2 separate regions of the Oryctolagus cuniculus genome follow, and region 2 is linked to region 1. Evidence: chromatin contacts called from public Micro-C data. All regions are on one chromosome and are shown on one strand. The core of a region is the stretch at or near the end of the contact, and the rest is flanking DNA. Distances in the headings are between cores, read along the strand shown. Region 1 holds the start of C11H20orf144 (chromosome 11 C20orf144 homolog). Region 2 holds the start of SNTA1 (syntrophin alpha 1).

Region 1 (5,315 bases), core at 619-3,118:
CTTCATCTGACCTAGGGAAGGGGTGGCTCAGCCCACCTCCCCTCCACCCAGCCCCAGAGCCCGCCACCCTCGGTCCCTCAGGGTCTCCCTGCCCACGAAGGTGAGTTCCAAGATGCTGGAGTTCAGGGGCCGGCATTGTGGCAAAGTGCCACGATCCCATGTGGGCACCGGTTCAAGTCCAGGCTGCTCCACTTCCAATCCAGCTCCCTGGTTTTGCACCTAGGGATGCAGTGGGAGATGGCCCAAGTCCTTGGGCTCTCTGACACCCACACGGGGGACCCAGCAGAAGCGCCTGGCTTCGGCCTGGCCCAGCCCGTCACTTCGGCCACTGGGAGAGTGAACAAGCAGGTTCTCTGTCTCTGCCCCGTGCCTTTCAAATAAATAATAAAAAATCATGCTTGCTTCATCCGCTTGGGAAAGCCTAGGGCACTGCAGTGTGGGGACAGCAGGCACTCCTGCGTGGGACCCGGGCTGGCAGGGCCCTCACGTACCGCAGGTCGCGGGCCTGGGCCTCCAGCGTGTCGGATGCCCCCTCCAGGGAGCTCTGCAGGGCCTGCAGCTGGCTCGCCGTCTCTCGCAGCAGGAAGCGCGTCACGAACTGGTCCACTTTGGAGGCCTGCTCGTACTCCTGCGGGGCACAGGGGCTGTGGCATCGCCCAGCCTGGGCGGGGAGCCGCCCTCCTGCTCGCTCCCTCGTGGCCGTCAGAGCACGGGGGCAGGCAGACCTGGCACAAGCGGGCACCGCGACCTTCCTTGCTCGCAGGTGTGAGGCCGGCTCTCAAGAGGCCGCTGGCCAGCTGGCTTTCTGGACCACGAGGCCCCTTCCCCACTGGGGCTACCGCCTTCAGGATTGCTATGGCCAGTGAGCCCCCCGCACAGCTAGGCTGGGTGGGGCGGAGGGCAGTGCGCACAGGCCATCCGAGGGCAGGGTGTGGCACACGGTGTCATGTGACCCCACACCTACCAGCTGGTCCCAGACTCAGAACCTACATCCTTGTTCATTCATCCATGCAATAAACTTTGTACTAGGAGCCGCAGCTACAAGACCCAGGACTGCTGCCCACACACACACATCACACCAGCATTGGCCCCAACAAGAATTACCGCTCACCCCCCAAGGTGGGCAGAGGTCAGGGAGCTGACCACCTCAGGACTCTCAGAAACTCCCGCGCTACCTTCACTTCCGTGTGCCTCAGTTTCCCCATCTATAAGAACGTTAACACTCATGACACGGAGCCGTTGAGTGGCTGCGTCAGGGACGTCCTACTTGGGGCTCAGCCCAGCACCTGGCACACAAGTCCTCCACCCCTTAGAGCTGTCGTCACTGCTGTCAGAAATGACACCAACAAGGACCCTGCCCACTGGCACAGGCAACCTGGGCCGGCACACGACTTGCCTCGGCTCAGGCACCAGGTGGGAAGCTCCTGGGCCAGGCTTCCGGTGGAAGACAGGGACGGAGAGGGCTGGGGCCTCCCTGCTGCGACAGGCCAGTAGCATGTGTCCCCGGGAGGTCCTCTCATACGTTCCCTTTTTGGTTCTTAAAATGGCTGACGGGTTTCCCCTAGTTGCAACCAAAATGCCCAGCTGACACAAGCACCCGCTGTGCGCCAGGCACTGCTACACGAAATTGCCCTTAACCCTTGCAGCAACTTCCAGGAAGCACGGCTGAGCCCATTCCACAGATGAGAAGACTTGGGTCAGTGGAGGCCAGAAGCCAGGCCCACACCACAGAATTTCCTCTCTACTCCCCACCGAGGCCCTCGTCTGCGATCCCAAGTCCAGCTTTGATGAGAAACCAAGGCCAGAAGTCACAGAGTAAACAGAACCCAGACTTGCCAGTGGGTGCCTGGAGTGGTGAGGTCAACCATGAGGTCACAATGTGGCCTCCAGGCCAAGGCTAGGCCAGGGTCCCCGGCGGGCAGGGCAGAGGTGGCCTGGGCCGTGGCCCCCAGTGGTGACCAGCACTGCCATGGGAAACAGCAGTTCCCAGAAGCGGGCCAAAGCGCCCACGCAGGCCTGCGAGGAGATCCCGCCTGACGCGGACGAGGCCGGGAGGAAACAGTTCTTCAGCCACCTCAAGGGCAAGAAACCGGGTGTGAGTGCTGGGGGGTGGGCACTGGGCCCAGGAGCAGGCCAGGGATTCGGGGAGCCAGAAGGTGCCCAGGCTTCCAACCCTGGGCAGATGTGCCTCAGGCCAGCCAGGGAGTCAGCCCTGGTTGCCAGCTACTGGGGGCTGTAGCACGGGGAACCCCCTACCGCCCCAGCCCTTCCCCCCTCCTCAAAGGAGCAGAGGCCCAGGACCAGGAGGGGTAGGTGAAGGCTGGGAGGGTGGGCTCTCAGTAAGCCAGCGGGGCTGGGCCGGGGTCTGCCGCGGTGGGCAGGTTGGGTGAGGGTCCCTGGCGCCAAGCAGGGAAGGGTGGACCCCCACCCACTTCCGCCAGGGAAGACAGGTCCTGGGAGATAAGACCAGGTGGTTGAGGGTCCCCGGGAGGCGGGCGCAGCCGTACAGGGTGCTTCCCCTCATGCCCTGCCCCTCCCCCAGGCCAAGATCCTGCTGCTTCTCCACTTGGACAAGCGGCAGCAGAGAGCCGAGGCGGCGGCCGCGGGCCCAGGAGCGCAGCCCGGGGAAGACGTGCCGCGCGGCTCGGTGGGCTTCCCCGCGGCGGCGCCCATGCTGCGGGGAGCGGGCGACGGCACCGAGCGGCGCGAAGGCACACGCGAGAGAGAGATGAAAAAAATCCTGGTGGTGCTGCTACTGCTGGACGCAAGGCTGCGCGAAGACGGGCGCCGCGCGGCGGGCGGGCCCAAGGCCCCCGGCAGCGGGCCGCGGCCCGACGCCAGCCCGCCCGCCTCCAGCGCGGCGCCCGGCGAGGAACGGCCACGCAAGCGGCGCCGCTGCCCTCGCCCACGGCCCTGAGCCGCCGGCGCAGCCCCCTGCCCAGAGACCCGGCCCAATAAAGAGCTCAGAGCAACGCGGCCGCTGCCAGCTCTGCCGGAGAGGGGTGGGCGCCGGGCAAAGCTACCGCGCCAGGGCTGCAGGCCCAAGGGTGGCGGGCAGGGCAAGCCCACAACAAAGACACCCGGCGCAGGCAGAGGGAGGGCCCCAGCCAACAGACACCATCCCGGGGAAGCGGGGAGGGTCAGGGTCTAGAGCTCGCCCAGGAGAGTTGGCGCCCCTGGGCCTCGCCCCCTCCGGCCCTGCCCGCGTCCGTCCGGGGCAGCACACTCCCTGCTCTAGAGCCCCACGCTGCTGCCCCCTCCCAAGGAAGTGCCCAGGGCGCTCTGCAGGCCCAGCCTCACTCCTCCCCCTTGGGCCTCCAGGTGGCTATGGCCACACGCGGCCTCCAGGGTGATGCTCGCTAAGTCATTCGAGAGGCGCCTGGCACAGTTCCTGGGGGCAAGATCCAGTGGTTCCTCCCCAGCCCCCCACTGGTGACCAGCTTCACACGGCCCCCTCAGAACCTACAGAAGGCACGCCTGTGTCACCCACAATGCGATCCACTGCCCTTGTCCGGGGGCCTGACCCGCGGATTCTCAGAACTGTGCCTTCTCACCTCCCCCAGGTTCCTCGTGCAATGAGCCTCCCGGGACCGGCCCAAGTAAGTCCCGCCAGTGCCCTCCCTGGGGCTGCACTGCATCGCCAGGGCACCTCCTGGCTCCCCACAGCCTTGTGATCAGACCTAGCTCCTGACACCTGACTGTGCCCTTGCCTTTGGTGTCCAATACAGAGCCTTGCAATAAAACCCACACTTCAGGGGCTGGCGCCTGCAGTGCCAACATCCCATATGGGCACTGGTTCGAGTCCCGGCTGCTCCACTTCCAGTCCAGCTCTCTGCTGTGGCCCGGGAAAGCAGTACAAGATGGCCCAAGTTCTCGGGCCCCTGAACCCGTGTGGGAGACCCAGAGGAGGCTCCTGGCTTCGGATCAGCGCAGCCCTGGCCATTGCGGCCATTTGGGGAGTGAACCAGTAGGTTTGAAGGCCTCTCTCTTTCTAGTAATTAATCTTTAAAAGATAAATAAAAACCCCACACTTTAGCTTACATCCTCCTAATGGCCACCAAAGTGGTCCCAAAAAGTGTGCGCCCACAGACACGAGACGCGGCCTCCTCCTTGTGCAAGGGGATGGAGGAAGACAGCTCAGAGGGAGAGGACTGCTTGGGGCTGCACAGGGAGTCGAAGGCCTCGAAGGTGCAGGGCCCACTGGACAATGCAGAGCGCTTTGGGAAGGAACCAGCCTGTTTGTGTGGGACCCCCCTTTGCCCACACAGCTGCCGGGAGAGGAAGGGTGCCGGGAGCTTCCGTGGGGAGGGGCCGAGGACTGAGGTCACAATGCGTCCAATCCACGTTCTTCCTTCTCCCATCCCTCCTCGAGCGCGGGACCAGGACCTTCATCCTCCAAGTCCAGGCGAGCGGAACGAGGCTGCTGGGTCCCCAGGGCGAGAATCACGTCCGGACGGCCTGGCCACAGGCCCTCCCGCTGCCGCAGCTCCGGCCCTCCTGGCGGTGTCTCAGCCTCTGAACGGATTCGGCGGGCCCTGTCGCCTTCCACGCGAGCCAGGTCTCACGGCCGGCGAGGAGCCCAGGAAGCAGCGGCGCGCGGCGCTGGGGCGGGGCCCACGGCTGAGCCGGCCCAGAAGAGGCGGGACTTGGACTTGGGCTCGGGAGGCGGAGCCAGGCGGTGAAAGGCGGGGCCTCCGGGGAGCAGGGCCCCAGGCCGAAGAGCACGGCCGAGCCTCGAAGATGACACAGGCGTCCAGGAGCCGCGGGGCCCGCCGGCCGCCCTCGCCCGGCCGCATAGCCGTGGTGGTGGATCACGGCTCGGGCTTCACCAAGGCGGGCTTCGCGGGCGAGGGCCACCCGCGCGTCGTGCTCAAGAGCTCCAGCCTGGTGCCCAGCTGGGACCGGCCGGTGCGCCCTGGCGCGCCGGGCTGCGAGCTGGCCGGCGGGGTGGCGCGCGCGCACCCCATCAAGCACGGCGTGGTCGTGGACTGGGAGGCGCTGGAGGGGCTGTGGGAGCGCCTGCTGGTGGGCAGACTGCGCGTGTGCCCCGAGCAGTGGCCCGTGCTGGTGAGCGAGTCGCCGTCGGCGCCGCCCGCGGGCCGCGAGAGGGCGGCCGAGCTGCTGTTCGAGGCCCTGGCGGTGCCCGCGTGCCACGTGGCCAGCACGGCGCTGCTGGCGCTCTGCTCGGCCGGCGCGCTCAGCGGGCTGGCGGTGGAGGCGGGCGCGGGCGTGTGCCACGCCACGCCCATCTACGCGGGCCACTCGTGGCACGAGGCCACCTTCCGGCTGGACGTGGCGGGCAGCACGCTGTCGCG
Region 2 (5,258 bases), core at 1,313-3,812, 170 kb before region 1:
TGCGGGTCAGGCCCCCAGATTTCACACTTCTGGCCTAACCCAGGAGTCCTGAAGATGAGCAACTAGTGGCCCAGAGAGGGAGATCCTGGTTCCAAGGTCACACAAGCTGCCTAATGGCAGACCTGGGACTGGAACCCCTCTCCTGCCCCCCCCCCCAGACACAACTGCTCGCTCACGGCAGTGCACAGCACATGGGGCCTGGGAAGGAAGGGGTTCTATTTACACCTGCCCTCCCCCACCTAAACCAGGCAGCTGGAAGCTACAATCATTCATGACTGCCTGGGATCCAGCTGGACCCTAGAGGGAGGTTACCATGGCAACAGGCACCTGGTCTCCATCCCCAAGGCCTTGGATGGAACTGGTGCTTTCCCCTGAAGTCTCCTAAAAGTAGCCTCACCCCCACCTGGAAGTATGGAACCTGAGAGTAACTGTGTGTGACCTTGGAAAGTCCTGTCTCCTTGCTGTGTCTCAGTTTGCCATCTGCAAAATGGAATCCTATCCAAACTCTCAAGTTCTTTCCTGCTCTGACCCACTGGGTGTTCCTGTTGCCCCACCCCAGGCTGAAGTCTGGGGTAAAACTGGGACCACCCCTGACTTCCTCATTTCCCTCTTCTACACCCCTTTTGTTGGCTTCCTGGGAGTTTGCTCTTCCACAGGAAAGCTGCCCTGGGCACTCCCTGGAGAACAATGGCTTGGTTACAGATCCCAGCTCTGCCACTCACAGAATGGTGTGATTCTGGGAAAGTCACTATACCTTTCTGAATATCAGTCTCTTCGCCTGCAAAACAGGGCTTTTTAAGGCCTTGGACTTCTGCCACCCATGTGGGAGACCAGGATGGAGTTCCTGGTTCCTGGCTCTGGCCTTGCCCAGTGCTAATCATTGTGGCCATTTAGGGAGTGAACCAGGGCATGGAAGATCAATCTGTCTCTTCTCTCTGTCTCTCCCTCTGCCTTTCAAATAAAATAAATCTAAAAAAAAAAAAAAAAAAAACACTGGGATTTACTGCCTACCTTTACCACTTGTTGCCCGGATGAAGTGGCTGGCACAGCACCTGGCACCCGGTGACAGCGTGGTATTTGCCTCCAGCCCCACCCCCTCACCCCAGCCAAAGGGTCCAGAGGCCCCAGTGAACGGAGCCAGCAGCAGGGAGAGCCAGGGAGGGAAGAGCGCATGTTCAAGGTGATACAAGGGCTGACACCCTTTCCCAACTCACTCTGTAGGGGACGGGACCCTGAGAAGCAACCAGGCAGGAACGGTGAGCTGGCAGCTGGAGGCCTGAGGGATTCCCGCACCAGGCACTGCGGCTTTGGGAGTCTCCTGGCCTCCACTGTTCCTCTCATGCAACAGCAGCTCATTGCCAGGCACCTACTGTGTGCTGGCAGGGAGAGCCTGCGCTCACAGATCCTCACTCTCACACTACAGCTGGGGACACTGAGGACAGAGGCGGGAAGTGACTGTCCGAGTTCACACGGCTGATCTTGAACTCACAAACTACCTGTACTCTAAAGAAGTTTGTCCGGATCGGAAGCTGAGAGCTCCTGGGAGAAGAGGCAACGGTGCCCACCCTCTCCACCTGTGCAAGGCAAAGTGCAGAGGACCGGACCTGGATGCAAACCCCAGGTGTTGGGCTCCTCACCCAGGAACACAGCCTTCCTGGGGTCGCTGGTGTCCAGGAACCTGCTGGACCCTGTCTGTGATCTCAGCCAGGAACTCCGGCCGGTAGCACACCCTCCACGACCTTGAGAGGGTCTCAGGGGCTTCCGCTGGATGTCTCTCCAGTAGCCCAGAGCCTCAACCCCCCATTCTCCCACCTCTGACCTCCTAGGGACCTCCGGCCTCTGGCGCCCTTGCTAGTCCCCTCTCATACCCCTGTGCTCGAACACAGAACTCCCCTCCCCTGAGTCCTAGTGTGCCGCCGACCTCATCCACACCTGTGCCTTCCGTGTCCACCCATAGCCCCAGAAACCCCTGCGACCTTGGAGCCCCCCAGTGCCCTGGGAGGTTTCCTCACACGCACCCAAGCCCCCCGACAGGGGCCGCCAACTCCACATCCGCGGCGCGCAACCAGCCCCGCGGCCCCTGCGCCCTCAGCGTCCCCACAGACAGCGCGCCCCGCTGCCCCGCATAGGCGCCCGCGCCCACCTTTGATGCTGATGCCCAGCCCGCCCGCGTCGGCCTTGCGCACCGTCACGCGGCGCCGCTGGAGCAGCAGCGCCTCGGGCAACTGCGGGGGCGCCGCGCCCGGCTCAGCGGCGCCGTTGAGCTGTGCGGGCTCCGGCTCCCGCGCAGCGCCGGGCTCGGGGCCTGGCTCGCCGTCGGCGGGGCTCACGGTCAGCGCGTCCTCCGCCAGACTGACCAGCACCCGCTGCCAGCGCTCTCCGCCTGCCCCCGCGCCCGTCCCGGCACGAAGCTCCAGCAGTCCGGTTCGCGGGGCGCGCCTGCCGGACGCCATCTTCGCCACCGAGCCCCCGGGTCGCAACCGAGCCCCGGCCCGCCTGCCCGGCCCACTCCGACCCGGCGCCCAGGGCGGAGGGCAGCGGGGGCCCGGCTGGGCCAGCCGCCACCCTACCCCGGCCCCGGGGGTGGAGCCTCGGGGCGGGGCCGCCTCGGGGGTGTGGCCAACGCCAAGGGCGGAGCCAGGACGCGCGAGGGAGGCTGGGGCGGGGCCCCAAGCCCGAGGAGCTGGAGTGGGACCACGTGGAGGGTGGGCCCCACGGGGGCGGGGCGGGGCCGCGGAGGGGCGCGGTTTCGTCTTGGGGCAGGGCCCTGGGGAGCCCTCGGAAGAAACCTTTTCCGTGGCCGTCCAGGAGCACTGACTTGGAGCGCGAGAAAAAGGCGCAGAACCGTGGATACTGGGTGCCAGACGGAGAGCTTTGGGGCACGGCTGAGTTTGGTGGAGGGCCGGGACTCCGGGGGCTTTGACTGCAGAGTTCCTATTGGGGGAGCCTGGGAAGGGGCAGTTGTCCTATTTGAGGATCCGGGCTTTGGCTTGTGGGCGTGGCTTCTGGAGGCCACGGCCCCGCCCACCTGTAGAAGCGCACCTCGGACTCCACGCGGGCCTGCGCGGGTAGGGGGGGTCAGACCTTGAAAGCTGGGGAGGAGTTTAAGAGATAAATGCCCTATTCTGTGCACAGGCCTGGGGAAGAATCCAGAATCATGAGAGGTGTGAGAAGGCTGCAAAGTGGGGCTCTAATTCTGGGGGTCTGGAAGGCTGGCTTCCCATCCTGGCGCAGACACTCTGCTATCTCCTAGTGGACCTTGGTCTTGTCACCTCACCTTTCTATGCCTCAATTCTCTCATCTGTGAAATGGGATCATAATAATCCCTACCTCACGGAATCTTTGTAAGGATATATCAGTGTGGAACACATTGTACACTGTGAATTCCTATGCCATCCATAGATCGCTTTCATTTGTGGTATGCTTGCTATCGGCCAGGCCTAGCGTTGGGCATTTTCTGTGTGTTGTCTTTACAGTAGCCTCACGGGGTAGCTCCTATCAAGAACACCCCCATTATACAGAAGGGAAAACTTGGGTTTCCAAGGTCTAATTGGCCCTGGTCACACACTTAGTAGCAGAGCAGAGCTGGACTCAGACCTAAGCCTATTTGACACCAGGGATTGGTCCCTGAACCACTCTGCTAGACGTTTGCCAAATACAAAATTAAGGTTGTTATCAGAGAAACCCCACCTCTTATCTGCCCCTGTCTCTGTCCTCCTTTTTAGGTGGATAATTAAAATGCCCCACAGGGGCCAGTGTTGTGGCACAGTGGGTAAAGCCACCACCTGCAACACCAGCAGTCCATATGGGCACTGGTTTGAGTCCCAGCTGCTCCACTTCCAATCCAGCTCTCTGCTAATGCACCTGGGAAGGCAATGCAAGCTGGCCCAAGTGCGTGCACCCCTGCCACCTATGTGGGACGCTCTAAAGAAGCTTCTGGCTCTTGGCTTTTGGCCTGGCCCAGCCATCTGGGGAGTGAACCGCTGGATGGAAGATCTCTCTCTCTCTCTCTCTCTCTCTCTCTCTCCCCCTTTCAAATAAGTGATTAGCGGCTTCCTGCTAATGCACATCCTGGGAAGTAGCCATGACTGCTGAGGGCTTTATTTCCTTGCCACCTGCATGGAAGACCCAGATGCAGTTCCATGCTCCTGACTTGGCCTGGTTGAGCCTCAGTTATTGTGGCCATTTGGGGGTGAACCCAAATGGAAGGTCTCTTGTGTCTCTGTCTTTATTTTTTTTTTTTGAAGATTTGTTTATTTATTTGAAAGGCAGAGTTACAGACAGAGAGAAGGAGAGTTAGAGACAAGGGTCTTCCATCTGCTGGTTCACTCCCCAAGTGGCAGCAACAGCCAGAGCTGGCTGATCTGAAGCCAGGAGCCAGGAGCTTCGTCCGGGTCTCCAACACAGATTAAGGGGCCCAAGGACTTGGGCCATCTTCCACTGCTGTCCCAGGCCATAGCAGAGATCTGGATCAGAAAAGGAGCAGCCAGGACTAGAACCAGCACCCATATGGGATGCCGGCACTGCAGGCAGCAGCTTTACCCACTATGCCACAGCACCGGCCCAGTCTGTCTCTTGCTTTCTCTCTCTACCTTTCAAATAAAATGAAAAGGAATTAATGAGGAGTACTCACCTCAGCACTAGGAACCAACTTCCCTCACGTCCTGCACCAGGTGGCACCGAGCTCACAGCCCACCTACTCCCCGTTTCGGCAGCACACATAGCAGAAGGTGATGCTGTGACCGTTCATTCATTCATTCGCCTATGTAACAAATATTTATTAAATACCTACTATGTGTGTCCCATAGAGCGAGGCATAGGAATTCAGTTTAAACAAGACAGACAGGGTCTCAGCTCACAGAGCATACAGTCCACTGGGAGGCAGGATTCCATAGTGGTTAGGAACATGGGTGCTGCATTCTGTTTCATGAATTTGGATTCTTACTGTGTTGTGGCAGGCATGGTGGCACAGTGGTGACACCACATTCCATATCAGAGGGCCAGTTTGAGTCCCAGATATTCCACTTCCCACCTATCTTCCTGCAAATGTGTCCTGGGAAGGAGCAGATGATAAATAGCTCAAGTCCTTGGACTTCTGCCACCTATGTGGGAGGCCCTGATAGAGTTCCTGGCTCCTGGTTTTGGCCTAGCCCAGCCATGGCTGTTGAGAGCATTTGGGGAGTGAACCAGCAAGTAGAGGACGTCTCTCTCTTTCAAAGTGAAGATAAATAAAAGGTTTTTAAAATTTATTTGGGCAT

What was found. A called contact is a pair of places that touch in the nucleus more often than the background predicts.
Region 2: a Micro-C map of ear pinna shows a contact between it and region 1, with 3 times the contacts expected there. The contact joins the promoter of SNTA1 here to the promoter of C11H20orf144 in region 1. A contact is called at or near these places in 4 of 6 Hi-C or Micro-C datasets (ear pinna, embryonic fibroblasts, skin fibroblasts and 1 more).

What each region holds. Positions count from the first base shown.
Region 1 is chr11:24,398,096-24,403,410 of mOryCun1.1, reverse strand. C11H20orf144 (chromosome 11 C20orf144 homolog) reads left to right here and starts at 1,868. Exons shown (of 2, transcript XM_051840254.2): 1 at 1,868-2,095; 2 at 2,543-2,972. The coding sequence starts at 1,970. The coding sequence ends at 2,917. It overlaps NECAB3 (N-terminal EF-hand calcium binding protein 3), which reads right to left. Exons shown (of 13, transcript XM_017341677.3): 6 at 492-628; 7 at 1-11. It overlaps ACTL10 (actin like 10), which reads left to right and starts at 4,036. Exons shown (of 1, transcript XM_051840253.2): 1 at 4,036-5,315. The coding sequence starts at 4,051. LOC127491128 (a long non-coding RNA gene) reads left to right here and starts at 6. Exons shown (of 2, transcript XR_007917117.2): 1 at 6-100; 2 at 224-395.
Region 2 is chr11:24,566,434-24,571,691 of mOryCun1.1, reverse strand. It overlaps SNTA1 (syntrophin alpha 1), which reads right to left and starts at 2,562. Exons shown (of 9, transcript NM_001082333.1): 1 at 2,144-2,562. The coding sequence starts at 2,453.